2 separate regions of the Sus scrofa genome follow, and region 2 is linked to region 1. The links are chromatin contacts, called in public HiChIP or PLAC-seq maps. All regions are on one chromosome and are shown on one strand. Each heading gives the region's core, a stretch centred on a gene start, on an enhancer-like site or on the middle of the called end of the contact. The rest is flanking DNA. Distances are from core to core; before and after follow the strand shown.

The links. HiChIP or PLAC-seq counts read pairs in DNA pulled down with a chosen protein or histone mark.
Region 2: a contact with region 1 is called in an H3K27ac HiChIP or PLAC-seq map of skeletal muscle. The contact joins two enhancer-like sites. A contact is called at or near these places in 1 of 47 Hi-C or Micro-C datasets (brain) and 1 of 2 datasets of contacts at active chromatin or transcription factors (skeletal muscle).

What each region holds. Positions count from the first base shown.
Region 1 is chr16:46,708,699-46,716,280 of Sscrofa11.1, forward strand. All of the region lies in intron 2 of LOC102159645 (a long non-coding RNA gene), which reads right to left. Among named protein-coding and RNA genes, the nearest start is that of PIK3R1, 280 kb to the left of the region's middle. Within about 2 kb of position 4,958, at least 1 of the 83 cell types and tissues checked has an H3K27ac peak or open chromatin away from gene starts, as enhancers often do. A contact at or near this core is called in skeletal muscle, where this site is marked.
Region 2 is chr16:46,942,828-46,950,409 of Sscrofa11.1, forward strand. No RefSeq gene overlaps it. Among named protein-coding and RNA genes, the nearest start is that of SLC30A5, 340 kb to the right of the region's middle. Within about 2 kb of position 4,809, at least 8 of the 83 cell types and tissues checked have an H3K27ac peak or open chromatin away from gene starts, as enhancers often do. A contact at or near this core is called in skeletal muscle, where this site is marked.

The DNA of each region.
Region 1 (7,582 bases), core at 3,708-6,207:
GTTCTGGGGCCCAGAATTTAGGCAGGAGGAAGGAAAAGTGAAGTAGGTTAAAGTGAAATAGGACCTGGCCATAGGCCATACTTATGGATATGGAGAGTCTAAACCATCTAACAAGGACCCCTGACAAACTATTCAAAGTCTTCTTCTGCCACACGCACTAGTCACCTTTGGAAAGGGGGCTTGTGGTACACAGAATTGGATGAATCTGAGTGCTTGGTTCATGCACTCTTTCATGTTGGTTCTTTCTTCTTCTTCTCCTTTTCCTCCTCCTTCTTCTTTTTTGTCTTTTTAGGGCCATAGCTGTGGCATATGGGATTTCCCAGGCTAGGGATCAAATCAGAGCTGCAGCCGCAGGCCTATACCACAGCCACAGCAATGCCAGATCTGAACTGCATCTTTGTCCTATTCCACAACTTACAGCAATGCCAGATACTTGACCACAGAGAAAGGCCAGGGATTGAACCTGCATCCTCATGGATACTAGTCGGGTTCTTAATGCCCTGAGCCACAATGGGAACTCCCTCCTGTTGGTTCTTAAATGATTTTCTTTTATGTGTATAGTTAGTTCTCAATTATTTTTAACAAGGTAATAAGTACCCAGAACTGGCCATTCAAAACAAAATCTCAGTTGGGACTAACACACACACACTACTATATATAAAACACATAACTAAGGGAATTATACTCAATATGTAATAACCTATAAGGGAAAAGAATCTTAAAAAGAATATATATATATATATATGTATATATACATGTGTATATCTATATATCGATATATCTATATATATATATATATCTGAATTACTTTGCTATACACCTGAAACTAACACAACATAGTAAATCAACAGTACTTCAATTAAAAAAAATCCCAGGCAGTAATCTACTTCTATCCAAGGCATATGGAAGATTCCAGGGATTGAATCTGAGCCACTATGACCTACACTGCAACTGCAGCAACACTGGATCCTTTAACCCACTGGGCCAGGCTGGGGGTTGAACCCATGCCTCTGCAGTGACCTAAGCCATTGCAGTCAGATTCTTAACCCACTGCCCTACAGCGGGAACTCTGAAAATATTTTTTTTTAATTTTAGTTACTTTTAACATTATAAAGATGGCACTTTCTGATATCTGAGATTTTCTTCAAAATAATAAAGGAGGGGTAGACAGGTAAGACATAGATGAAGCCAGAGGGGCCAAGATGGAAGCTGAATGGTGAGTACATGGAGGAAATTCTAGTCTTCTTGCTGGTTGCATATGCTGACAATTCTCCATATAAAAATTTCTCAATATTATCATGCTATTGGTAATACTTTAGGACTTTTAAAATTAAATATTTAATTGCTAAGAATCATTCATACTGTTACTTATTTTGATTTCTGTATAATAGCCCCTGTTGTAAATAGATCTCACTGTATTTGAAATATATTTGAAATATACAGGAATGGAAGCAAAGGAGATTCACCTAAAAGTCCAAAGTAGAAATATTTTCCTTTTCCCCAAAGACTGTAGTTACCTTGATTTTTTTAAAATTTTCTCCCCAATTCTTCCCCCTCTGAACAGACCACCTCTACGGCATCCCTGTATCCCATGAAGTACGTCCCATTTGCAGTGAGTTCTGGCAGAACCTTGGCATTTCAACTTGACTCCAATTGGATTTGGTTCTTAGCTACCTTACAGAATTTGGCTTCCTGGAGATGTTGTCCTCCAAGTACTTTTCTCGCTTCCCTGGCCTCAGGCAGCGGAGGACCCAGAAGAGCTCTAAGGGAGGGGTGAGAGGATGTGGAATGTCTGCAATAGCCATGCTGCTCTCCTCTGCTGCAAACCGCCTGACTCTTCCAGGACCCATGTCTCAGGGCTCCCTTCCCAGGCGCTGTACCCCAGTTGGATTTAAACTTCCAGTCTTTTATGCAAAGACTACTCTAAGGAAAATCCAAAGAAAACAGAATAATCTCTCCCTCTTTCTCTTTTGCCCTGCTCAATGACTTTTGCCTCCTTTTGAATTTTCATCCATTAACATTAGATACCACTTCCAACTGCACTTCTAGGCTGCCCTTGGATTGACTCAGAGACTTAGTAACAACCTCCTTTCCAGGGCATCATGCTTATTGCATGTGCTGTGAAATGCTAATCATATCCTTCATTTATCATACATTTATTGGCTGCCTATTATGTGACAGGGTTTGCATGTATAACTGCCAAGAAGTTGCAACCTCTGCTCGAAGACCTCCCCATTCAGTAGGGGACACAGAGAAGTGCATGAAGAGATGTAACAGAGACACCTGCAGTCAGGGCCTCATTATGAATCTGTGGGCCTTGGTAGTTCTGTCTTCATTGTCCCCTTCCTCCATAAGAATATTAAAAATGATACACATAAAGATGAATGTATTAACAGTACATATTAAAACACCTCTTCTAATTTTAAAAGAACATTTTTAAGAGCCCCTGCAAATATCATGAGTCCTAGATTCTGTCTATTGTGCCAAATGGAAGATGTTGGCCTTGTCTGACATATATATTTTTTTCTCTATTTTAGGATAATTCAGCCTCACCTCTTTATTCCTTCCACCCCTTCCTGAGAATGAGGGCCTCCCATGTAATGGTAATCCTGCATTTGGTGTCTATCCATTGAAACTGTATTTATTTGCAGAGAGTAGCCAAGAAATCATATTCAAGTGAATGTCTTTTTAATTTATCATGATGGCAGCCACATGTATGTCTGTCAAATAATAACAATAACTAGGGAATTCCTATAGTGGTTCAGTGGGTTACAAACCCAACCAGTGTCCATGAGGAGACAGGTTCAATCCCTAGCCTTACTCAGTGGGTTAAGGATCCGGAGTTGCCATGAGCTGCGGTGTAGGTTGCAGATGCAGCTCAGATCCTGCATTGTGATGGCTGTGGCATAGGCTGGCAGCTGCAGCTCTGATTCAACCCCTGGACTGGGAACCTCCATATGCTACAGGTGCAGCCCTAAAAAGCAAAAAAAAAAAGGTAAAATGTATTGAGTCCTAACTATGTGAATAACACTTGCCCACATTTTGCAGAAATGAAGAAACTGAAGGACTCAGAGCTGAAATCACGTGTTTAGGACCATACATCCAGGGAGAGCCATATCCAGGACTTGAACCTGTCAGGGTCCAGATCCTTAACCACTACATTAGATGACCTAGGACACAATTGTTTGAGACATGTCATCCAGGTAATTTTCTCCCCAATTGTGAATTTCTCACCCTTTGCAAAGCTGTAGTTTTCCAGGGGCCCACAGAGCATACCCTGGGAACCTACACTTAGGGTAAAAGTTCTAACTCATTTTGGAGTGTTAAGCTGCCATTGGGACTCATTTGCTACCAGAAAGGTTCCTATTTCTGAAAGCCTATTATGAAAATGCAGGAGCCATGCTTCCCCTGTGTGCCCTAGAGCTCTCTTCAGTAGCTGTATACCAGCCAACTGGATGAAAAGCTGGGACACCGCCCTCTTTCCAGTCCTCTGTACCACATAAAATAACTTAAAACATTTGAGTCCCCTGGACCCTTGCATTGTCCGTCAGCTTGAGCAATAAAATTACAGCCAGTACCCCCTGGGTTATGTCCTTACTGACAATGCAGATTCACAGAAAAGGAATTTAGGTTAAAAAAAAAGATGGTGTCTTAAATACTAGGACCACAATGCCAGAACAATCCTTGTTTGCCAAGTAGAAATTTATGTAATCATGAGACTAAAGACACTTCTTATTTCCAAAATGTTACTGCAACCAGCATAGTAATTCTTCCTAAGTAAGTGCCAAAATACTTTTCCCTGAGTCCTCCTAAGAGCTTTACGTTGATAGAAAATTATCCTCTTGAAATTATACAGTCAACTCCAGAACTCTAGCTGTGCAACGTGAGAAAGGAAGGCAGGAAGGAAACATTTCAACTGAGATGTACATTATGAGGGAGGAAAAGAAATAACATCCTGACCCATATATACAATTTTCTGGGCCATAAATGCTATTTGCTTAACAGAAACTTTAGAATCAAAAGCAATGATAGAAAATTATGATGTTTATCTGTCTGGAGGGATAAAGCTGGAGAGCTTGTCATATTTCTCACTCATACAGCTTGGGGCCAACAGACATGCTGTGACTGGATAATATCATGTACAATGACTGGAGGGAAATATATGAAAGCTGACCCAGTGTAGCCTATCCACTGTGGCATTTGGGTAACCGGTAACAGGCTGACAGATGAAAGATTACGTGACTGCCTCATACAACATGGCTTTCTTTATTAAAATACATGCCCAAATTATGTTTTTCAGGGGTTGTTGTTGTTTTGGTTTTTTGTTTTGTTTCGTTTTGTTTTGTTTTTTGCTTTTTACAGCTGCATGTATGGCATATGGAAGTTCCCAGGCTAGGGGTTGAATCAGAGCTGCAGCTGCTGGTCTACATCACAGCCACAGCAATGTGGGATCTGAGCCATGTCCGCAACCTACACAGATCACAGCAACACTGGATCCTTAATGCACTGAATGAGGACAGGGATTGATCCTGCATCCTCATGGATACTAGTTAGGTCTGTTACCACTGAGCCACAATGGGAACTCCCAAATTATGTGTTTTTTTAAACAAGTTTAAATTCCATGGGAGTCTATCTCTAAGTCACTGGACTCTTGTAAAGAAATGTCTGATCACTTAGTCCAAGGTCCTAGAATGGGATTCCAGACTCAGGCAAATGCTCTGGTCAGGGCCTGTGGATAGGTGACAGGTGGTGGATTTTTGCCTTTCAACACATAACCGTAACCCTATGCACTGTCTGAGTTTATTTTCATTCACACACACAAGGGCTTATTGTTTACAATAGGCTGTCCTCCAAACCCATTTCCAAGAAAAGATTCTCCATGTGTGTCACCCTGCATCACTTCCCAGGCTGCACAGCGACCATAAGGGCTCTAGGACCCAGGGCCAAGTGTCAAGTGCCAATAATGGGGCAGCTTAGGGAGTGGTGACATTTATGGTCCTTGTTACTATTTATATTAGTGTCCCGTCCAGACTAGTCTCAGATGCATCTTGGATGCATTACTCAAAATTTACAGGCTTACTTCTACTTTCTCACCTGGAATAAAAACTAACACACATTTCACCAAGCCACCTCTACTTGTTACAAAAGGAGAGAAGAAGAGAAGATTTTGTCTCACAGTCAGGTTCCTATCTCAAGGTGGGAAAACTTGGTAATTTATACTTAAAAGTAAACAAGCTATATCCACTGTCAGCCTATGAGGCGTATAAACATAAAATGGGCAATTTCTAATTTTATTCCTGGTACTGTGTTCATATTCGAGTCAAACTTGCCTTGCCTTTATTTTGAACTTGTGAGTGCAGGCCCCCACTTTCACCTGTGACCATGTAATTCCACTATGCTTTTCAGAAGGGTTAGCGTCAACCAAGGAACATGAATTTGAGCACAAACTCTAGCCATATGACTCCAACTAAAATGTGAGGCAAAGAACAGCTCTGAGATTCATGAACGTCAGTTTACTTTGGGGAGAATCTGGATAAAACTTGGTCTCAAAATAGCCTGGACAATTTTAGTTTTCTGACAGCATTTGGTGGTAAGCCTGTTAAAGAACACCATCTTGAAATTTCCCATTTATGTTCTGTAGATAGCAGATCATCTGGACACACTCAGAACTTCAGAAGCATTAATCACCAAGACACACCTGGCATGAAATAGAGATATGAAGAGAAAAAGATATAGAGTCTTAGATGGACCCCATTCTTATGTTTTCTACATGTATGCCAATTTGATGAGTTAACCACTTATTTCACTGACAAGCCATAGGTTCTCTAGGATGTAGGGGTTAAGACACAGATGCTGAAGTTACAAAGACTTGATTCTGAATCCCAGCTCTGCTATGTACTGGCTGTGTGAACCTGGACAGGTTCCTTAGCTTCTCCAAGCCTTAGCTTTCTAATGAGACAAAATGTGTTAGGACTGTCTTAGTATCTGCATATCTGGGGACTCTGCTCTTCCCTGTACCCTTTCCTTTTCAACGAGTATTAATAAGGATGACACGTGTGGAAGAGCTCAGCCTGTAGTCGGTTCTCACCAACTATTACTCTGTCTTTATGGCCCAATGATGTAAGACTGAAAATTACTGTTTTTTTATTACTGTTTGATAAAGGTCATTTAAATATTGCTACTTCTGATTCTAGTTATCAGGTCACTTTGAGGCATACAACTTTGTTCTGGGCTGCACTATATGAGAGGCTCAGTTGATGTGAGGCTAGTGTTTACCCAGTGTCCTTGTGGAAGAGTTCTAATAGGGTGTTTCCTGACTTGACAAAGTCTCAGTTTTTGACCGCTACTGGCAAGGGCATTCAATACACTAATGGACACTCCTTCAAGGTCAAATCCTGTATTTATAATGTGATTTGGGAGATTCTTTGGCAGTTGAAAAGAAACAAGACTCAAAGTCCTTATTTTAGGTACTCCTAGTTAGAACATCTGTGAAATACTGAAATGTTTTTAATTGAATGAATTTAGCAGGAAAAGTCACTGGGGTGGGACTTAAGGGGGAACTCACCATCAGGTCCATTGAGTGCCTTTAGTTCGAGAATAGGGTTAAGACTGTCCAAGAGGAGAGCTGGTCTGGCACTGATATTGTCCTTTCCTGACTCAGTCATCTTCATGCCATGGCTGTGCCCCATGGAATATAGCTGGGTATGTGAGAAAGCAGACTGAGCACAAAGACTTGCCTTGCTGAAATCCTTCTTGCCCTGGCCCTGTGGAACATGATACTCCAGGGAGGTGCACTCTGCCCAGCCAACCCCCCCCCTGCCCAGTCCCAGATGGCTGGTGGCAACAGCCTCTGTGCTTGTACTAGACTGATGGATTAATGCTTTCAGTAGGGACACAGCGAGAGCTGTCATCTTTTTCCGTGAGTAACTGTGTTATCCTATGTGGACCTGGGTTCTCAGTCTTCTCATGAGCAATGGCCAGAAAAGAAAGGATAGACTTCTCTTCTCAGTGAGAAGAGGGGATCAGAGTTATTATACATAGAAATTTCAAAGAAATTTGAGGTTATTTCATATATTAGTGATGCCTAGGTGCATCTGAGTTGGCAGTCTCGATAACATCGATTTCCAAGTCCCTCTGCAAATCCTTAAACAGAACAATTTGTGAAAATTGAAAATCGCCACGAGCTCACATCTTAGAACCAGTTATATCTCTTTCTCATACTGCTTTCCAGTCCAGATTTCCAAACGAGGATGGTACTAAAATGCAGGTCAGGATCACAAGTAGGTTAACATCATCTGAGCTGGACAATTCATTTCCCTTCAATGACTGTTTTCCAATGCCTTTCTCCCACTAGCCCGACCTTTGGCCAATCACAATTAATTATCAAAACTTGCATTATCCAAGATTGCTGGTCTTGGAGGCAGAAAGGGCATTTCATTGGAATGATCCTGTGTCTCAGCATTCTTAAAGAAAGATCCAAATGAGCTCATTCGAAATAAATGTGGTTGATATTCTTGTGATGGTACCATGAACAGGACAAAAACAAGGACCTTAATCCTAGCTTTGTTTAATATAGGCTCCA
Region 2 (7,582 bases), core at 3,559-6,058, 230 kb after region 1:
TAGAGATAGTTCCCTGTGCTAAAGAGCAATATCATTTGTCTTCAATCACTTAAAATATTATTTTTTATAGCTTCTACCCAATGTCTCCACTATCTAAAATTATTAGAAACTATCTAATTCTAATGAGCTTTGTTATATCTATGAATGCAGATTCATGGTAGATTGTTTTCTTGTGTTTTCACAACTATGTATCATGAACTCATGTTTAGCAGGTATTTATCTGTGGGAATCCTGAGAGAACTGGATTAAGGGTTCATCCCACTCTATCTGTTTTGTGTTTTGTTCTGCCAGGACCCCCAGGGAAAAGATCTCTTATAAACATTTTTCAGCTTGGGGTTTTCCCAAATAATGTAGGCAAAATAAAATCAAATGTCAAGCAAACACAGGTCCATGGAAGATCTTGTCTCTCAAGGAGTGTCTTGCTAATGCTCAGGACACTGGTAGAAAACAGATGGATTATAAGAATCTTGTTCCTTTTTTCCCCATGGCAAATAAAATGCCCTCTTTCTAATCCCTTTACTTAATCCTCCAAAATGATTCCCTAAATAGTGGTTTCTGTCTCTCTCTTTCCCCTCTCTCTCATAAACCTAAGAATATATTGCTCCAAAGGGAACTAATTGGCTAAATCAGAGTTTCCAAAAAGAACAGGTCCACTTTACAAGCAGAAGCTTCATCGGCTTCAAGGTAGGCATCTACTAGAATACTAATGAGGGAAGTCAATAAGAAAAGAAGAGAGAGAGGGAAAATAGAGGGAAGGAGAGAAATACTTGTTGTCCACTGACACTACATCAATTTTCAAAACCACTGTTTGTGGCAGATGTTCCCTCTCCAGATGAGAGGGAATGAGATGAGACCCAAGGCTACACAGCCAGAACAGGGGGCTAACCCGTGTATCCCTCCCGCACCCCCTTCCTAAGAAGCAAAGTCCATGAGCCAGAAAAGGCAGCTGACAGTAAACATCAAGTAAAGAAAGCCCAAGGCAGGTAAAAGTCCTGGTTCTAAGCGGATTGTGGAGGCTGCTCTTTTTATAAACTCTACTTTGGCCAATTAATTCCCTCAAGACACATGGCCCCATTTCAGATTTTCACTTTTTATCCTCTCCAACCACACCTTTCCATTCCCCAGTTTCCAATAGCAATTGTGCTGATTCTCTAGGTTGGATGGTTCAGATAAATGGGGAGTAAAAGTCTTTCCCAAACTTCCCAATGTCAGTATCTGTGGCATTCCCCCTTGAAGACAGTCTGCTTCCTTGAAAGCCAAATATACCTGTGACATAAGATTGCAAAGTAATGCGATTCTAGAATTCAGGCCTTCTGATGCTCCAGGACATTTTTTAAAATCATATAGTCATCAAAAAGCTTCACTCCCAGCTGTGTGGAAAGTGACTCTGCAGCTCTCACTTAATTTTGATTGCATTACCTCATTCTATACATCATTCATGACAAGCAAGGAACCACGGGGCTCCCTTGGCTAACTCCCGTTGTCCTTGACCCAGCTCTAATTGATTTTGCCATTTACTTCATAAATGTTGTAAATCCTGTGGCTGAAAGAGGGTTGTGCAGCAGTTCTGATGCAGTGAGTTCTCTCTTTGTTGTTACAATAAGCCAAAGAAGTGGAGGCAAATAGGAATCCTGACCTACTATTGTGTTCTTGTCCTTCTCATGTGTCCCACATTGTCATCACTCTGGCGACTAGAATGGAAAGGACGAGAGAGAAGAGATTTTAAAAATTGTCTTTGGATGGGCTATTTATGTCCTCCAACCTGGCACTTATCCTTGACCTCACAGGGCGCACCAAGACAGACCATGGTGTAACTCCACTACTCCATGTAAATGAACACATTTACACTTCCTCAGCCCTTTGTGTTGGAAAAGAGCTAGGATCCTCTATGTACCTCATGGCCCACCCAGGTCTCTTGCTTGTCAAGACAGAAACTCAGGAGCACATGGTCTCAGGCCTCCTAGGGAGGCAGCACCCAGCCATGCCCCCGGGGAATAGTCCTCTAGGGGTTTTGTCTTGCTTATAGACACAGCTCCCCTGCTGGTCTTTTATTATCAGGAGTTCATAATTTTCCTAAGAGGAGGTCAGGTGGAAGCAAACAATTCATTCTGGCCCTGCTACAGGAGTAGCAGCATTTGAGGCTGGAGACCCGCAGGATTTCAGAACTGAATGCCAGTCAGCCTCAGGATTCAAACACGATTAGATAAAAGAGCCTTTTCAGACAAGGCTTAGACTCATTCCAATCTTCTGTACCCTCTCCTCTAAGCATAAAACATTGTTAGAACTGAAGGCCTGCAAGATGCTGAATCATCAAAGCAAGACTAGATCGTGTCCATGTACTGTGCATAGACAAAAAAGCAAACGGAAACATTTTAAAAAGGATTGCAACATCAAGGATTAAAGCAAAGGGGGTTTTATGTTTAACTAGGAGTTAAGCATAAATTCTATTTCCCAGAATTCCATTAATAAAGGTTTTGCTTCTAAAGGGTTTGGAGGCACTGTACAATATCTGCTTGAGACCTTGGGCCACAGTAGGATAAATAAGCAAAACACAAAAATACCAAAACTGACTGGAATTTCTCCCCAAATATGCAATGCTCTTTGAAAACTAAAGGAAGAGACTAGCAAAAAGGTACATATTGCTCTGTTTTAAGCAAAATATTGCTTAAGAAAAAGAGAGCCGAAAAAGCTCACTCAACAAGATCAGCTCTTGAGTCCCCTTCTCGTAGAGGCCAACTAATCTGGTAATCAGAATCACTTTCCATCTACCCATGGGTCCTGTTGAGGTCCTTAATTCTTGTATTATGTAGACTTTAAAACCAATTGCTAGAAGAATGTATCAAGGAAAGTTTCAAAGTCATCTTAAGGTTAATTTCCCTCAAGAAATTCCTGGCTTTTCTTCTTTTGGTGCCTCCCTGTCCCTCTACTTAATTGCTTCTGTCTTCCTCCAGTCTAACCCCAACTTGATCTTTCTCACCAAGGTCTGTCCCAGGACTGGCAGAGCAGACAGGAAAGTTCTTTAAGAATATAGAGTTTACTATTAATAGCAGTGACATAGGCCATTGAAAGCCTTAGGCAGTCAAGTAAGGAAATCTGTCAGCCTGGATTAGCTTTCCAGCACCTGGGAGGTAGGACTTATTTATAAATAAAAATAGACAGCGAAAATGGCTGGCCCCTTATAGGCCCCTGATGTCTGAGAAGGCTTGTATGGATGGATCCAAGTCCAGAGGCTTTTCCCAGCTGTCCTCCAAACCTAGCAGCAAACTTCTGTTTCTGAAATTGGAATTAACAAAAGGCAGCTTATTTTAGTCCAAATCAAAATCCCTGCTTGTATAGGCAATGTGTCACCTTCCATGGATTTTCAAACACTTTTCCACATTAACCAGATCTCCAGTCCTGTAACAGAAACCACCCATGTCATGGCATCCTCTAGAATTCATATGTCAAAGTTATTGATAGGTTCTTTGCCAGAACGGGGTCCTTGCCTCTACTTCACTCTCTGGTACTCCCTGCATCCTCCATGGATGGACCATGCTTCCTCCATGAGAGATTAAGAGCTCTACATCTTGGCCTTGGTTGAATTCCTTTTCTCATCACAGAAGAAATTGTAAGTATCAAGTCAAAATCTTCTGAAAAAAGCCTACATTTTAGAGGAGCATTTTGAGGTTCATTCACTAAGGCTCTGAGTTCTAGAAGCTACATTCAGACACCTATTGCCAAGTTTAGAGGTCAGGTGACCACAGGTCTAATTCACTTTGACCAAGCAATGAAACTACAAAATATACATGTATGGCTCTATTCTTGAGGCTTTATAGATTGGATCACTGTGCTTCAATGGTCTACGATCCAGAGACCTATATGGTACCATTGTACTGAAAATCTACTTTCAAATATCTCAACAATGGGGACCTTACACGCACGCGCACACACACACACACACACACACACACACACTGAATTTTCTTGGGAAATGGTGGTCCTATTGTGTAAACTAATACAGTTGGCCAGAGCATTTTCTTATGCTATTCAGCCTTTCAATTCCCATCTTGTCTTCTAATTATACCATCTCCTATTATAACAATCCTTGCCTTCTGAGGCATCAGGAATTAGTAGATTATTACCATTCCCCCATTATCTACCCATTCTTTGCTCCTTTAATCTTTCCTCTGATCAGATTCCCTGAGTCCTCCATACCTCCAACGATTTCTTCTCCTTGCCCTTCTCCAATTCCCAAAGGTTCTATGCCCCTAAACTAAGCTTCATAAAATCAAAGTGATATTCCAGATGCTTGCTCTCTGAGGAGCCAAGAGACCAGCTGTCACCTCTGGCCTCTGTTACTCCGTGACTCAGGGTATGCGTCCCAGAATAGGTCTGGCCTTTCGTGCTGCCTTCTCTCATTGCTGTCTGGCTGTTCGGGAACTGATCACTATCACCCCAGCTCCCCTTTGGCATTACTGCTTTCCAGGTTTCTTCTCCCTATAAAGTGTACATTTTTCAGATTATCTTCCTTCAAACTTGAATAGGCCACTGGTCAGCACTCCCAGAAAGGATTGTCTTTAATATCAACCTGGTTTAGAAATAGCCCCAAAACGTCCATAAATATTTTTACAAAAAAAAAAAAGAAGAAGAAGAAGAACTTTGTAAGATTTTCCACTCTGTAAGGAGAAAACGAGAGGAAAATTTACTTATGATTTTAGGCTCTTAATTACAAACAATATTCTTGAGAAAGTAACAGAACATCCCAGGCAGAATCTGCCTCTGAAAGGATTGGATGGGCTTGTGACGGGTGACTGGGCATCATGCCTGCAACTACAGAGAGGAGGTTTTCCCTTGCTACAGCCAATTCCCCTGTGGCTATGCGGACCTGCCTTGGGCTTCTCTGTGGTGCTCTGTTGCCTGGGAACCCCACTTTCTTCTCTCTGCCTCCCCCAGGATCTGGGGAGCTCAAATATGGCAGGTGGCAGGAAGGGGGTCCATGGGAACCAAGGGTCCCACCCTCCTCCAGGAAGGTGCAGGGGCCCACGCGGTGCCCTGGGGAAGTGCCCTGGGAGGCACTCATTTCAGGAACTCCCAGGCCCACAGCACTAATCCCTACAGCTTCAGGGGGAAGAACATCCCTATTTTAAGACTCACCCAGGTCTGAGTCACTCCTCCACTTTAAGGTCAGTGAAGGAAACATAGTTCTCAGCCGTTCTCTCTGCATGCTTCATTTTCTTCAGCCTCAATGATCAATTGGTTTACCACAAAGTGTAAAAGGAGCTTGCAAAGCAAGGGTAACCAAGGAAGCTATGGTGTCTGGAATTGTAATAACAGAGGCAAAGCTGAGTTATATGAGATCTAAAAATAAGTCACTAACCATATCCTACTTCCTCTAACTCCCATACACAGGTACCTAGAAAAGAAAACCACCTAAGGTGCAAAAGAATCAATAAAGAACACTATGATTAACCACAGCCCACCCTGACTCAAAGAAAGAGTCTTAACCCCAGAGTGAACAGTCTTTTAAGCAATGAGATGACAATGATATACATATATATTATACATACTGATATATATTTATGCTATCAACATATTATGTATTCTATACTACGTTATTATAATATATAATTATATGTATATAATTATATATATATTAATGATGCTTTGTTGTAAGCTAATTTGTCACTATTGTACTAGCATATAGATGGTCTTCACATAAGCCATTGCAGTAATTATAAAAGAATACCACATCAGGAGTTCCCGTCGTGGCACAGTGGTTAACGAATCCGACTAGGAACCATGAGGTTGCGGGTTCGGTCCCTGCCCTTGCTCAGTGGGTTAACGATCCGGCGTTGCCATGAGCTGTGGTGTAGGTTGCAGACGCAGCTCGGATCCCGCGTTGCTGTGGCTCTGGCGTAGGCTAGTGGCTACAGCTCCAATTCGACCCCTAGCCTGGGAACCTCCATATGCCGCTGGAGCGGCCCAAAGAAATAGCAAAAAGACAAAAAAAAAAAAAAAAAAAAAAAAGAATACCACATCACATCCACGGCATTTGCTACCCTTTGTGTAAACCACTGCAGGTCAGTGAACTCTTACACAGAGTTTGCCTGCAAAAAGATGTATTTCTTCCTTGTTAGCAAGCTACTGTTTAAACAGCTGTGTGTTTTAATATTAACATAATAATAACAGCTCATGTTTATTGTACATGTACTCAATAACTCATTACTAACTTACTTAATCCCTATAAGAACCATATGAAGGGCCCTTTTTCATACAGGAAGAAACAGAGGCTTAGAGAGCACAAGCAATTTGACCAAAACTATACCATTTACAAGTGTGAGAATTTAGGTTCGAAGTGCGATCTTCCTAGCTACTCACCTTAAAGACTTAATTACATTTCTAGACTGCTGCTTATAGAACCAAAGTTTGAGGACTGAGGGTTTCAATTGCAAATTCACATTCCTGCAGTAAGATTTTTTTCACACTTTAAATGATATCATTTAAAGAGTTCCCATCATAGCTCAGCAAAAATGAATTGACTAGTATCCATGAGATTGCAAGTTTGATCCCTGGCCTCACTCAGTGGGTTAAGGAGCCGGCGATGCTATGAGCTATGGTGTAGGTCACAGACAGAACTCAGATCCCCTGTTGCTGTGGCTGTGGAGTAGGCCATCAGCTACAGCTCTGATTCGACACCTAGCCTGGGAACTTCCATATGGTGCAGGTGCAGCCATGGAAAGAAAAAATGTTTTCTTAAATTATTACTGTTATACACTTGGCATTCAAAACTGCATAACTTGGAGTTCCCATTGTGGCACAGGGGGTTAAGCACCTGGCATTGTCACTGCTGCGGCATAGGTCACAGCTGTGGCTCAGATGTGACCCCTGGCCCAGGAACTTCCATATGCTGTGTGTGCAGCCAGAAAAAAAGAGAAAAGAAAAAACTACATACACTCTAGTCAAGAGAGTGCCCTGCATAACTTACTTTGGGCCTCAGACATGTCACAATTCCTGGTCATCCCATATGAAGATTCAAATGACCTGAAGAGGCAATTCAGACATGCATAGTTTCATCAGTCTAAAAGCTGTCATCATGGGGTGCCTACCAGTTTCACATATTGTGCCAGTAGGCCTTATGTGCAAAAATCACATATCCCCCTCAATACCTCTGCAAGAAAGATATTATTTTCTCTGCTTTATCAGTGATTAATCAGAACATCAGCAATTAAGTAAATTGCCCATAGTCATACAGCTCACACATAGTCAAGATAAGTCTTAGACATGAACATAGTTTGACTCCAGAATCTTTTTTTTTTTTTTTTTTTTGCCACCACTTGCTACTTCTCTGACTTCTTCAAATAGGTAACAGTGTGTACTCAGTGGCTCAGAAGTTTTCCTGGGCCGTAAAAATATCCAGTCAAGTTCCAGAAACTGTGAATTTTGGTAAATAAAATAACAACAACATCTGAGTTTCTCTGTCAGAGCCGCAAAATAAACCATGCTAGGTATTCATCATCAGAAACAAAATCTACATCTATCTTTGGGTGGTGATGAATATTAAGGTTATGTAAAGCAACAATGGACTCACTTATTTTTCATCAAA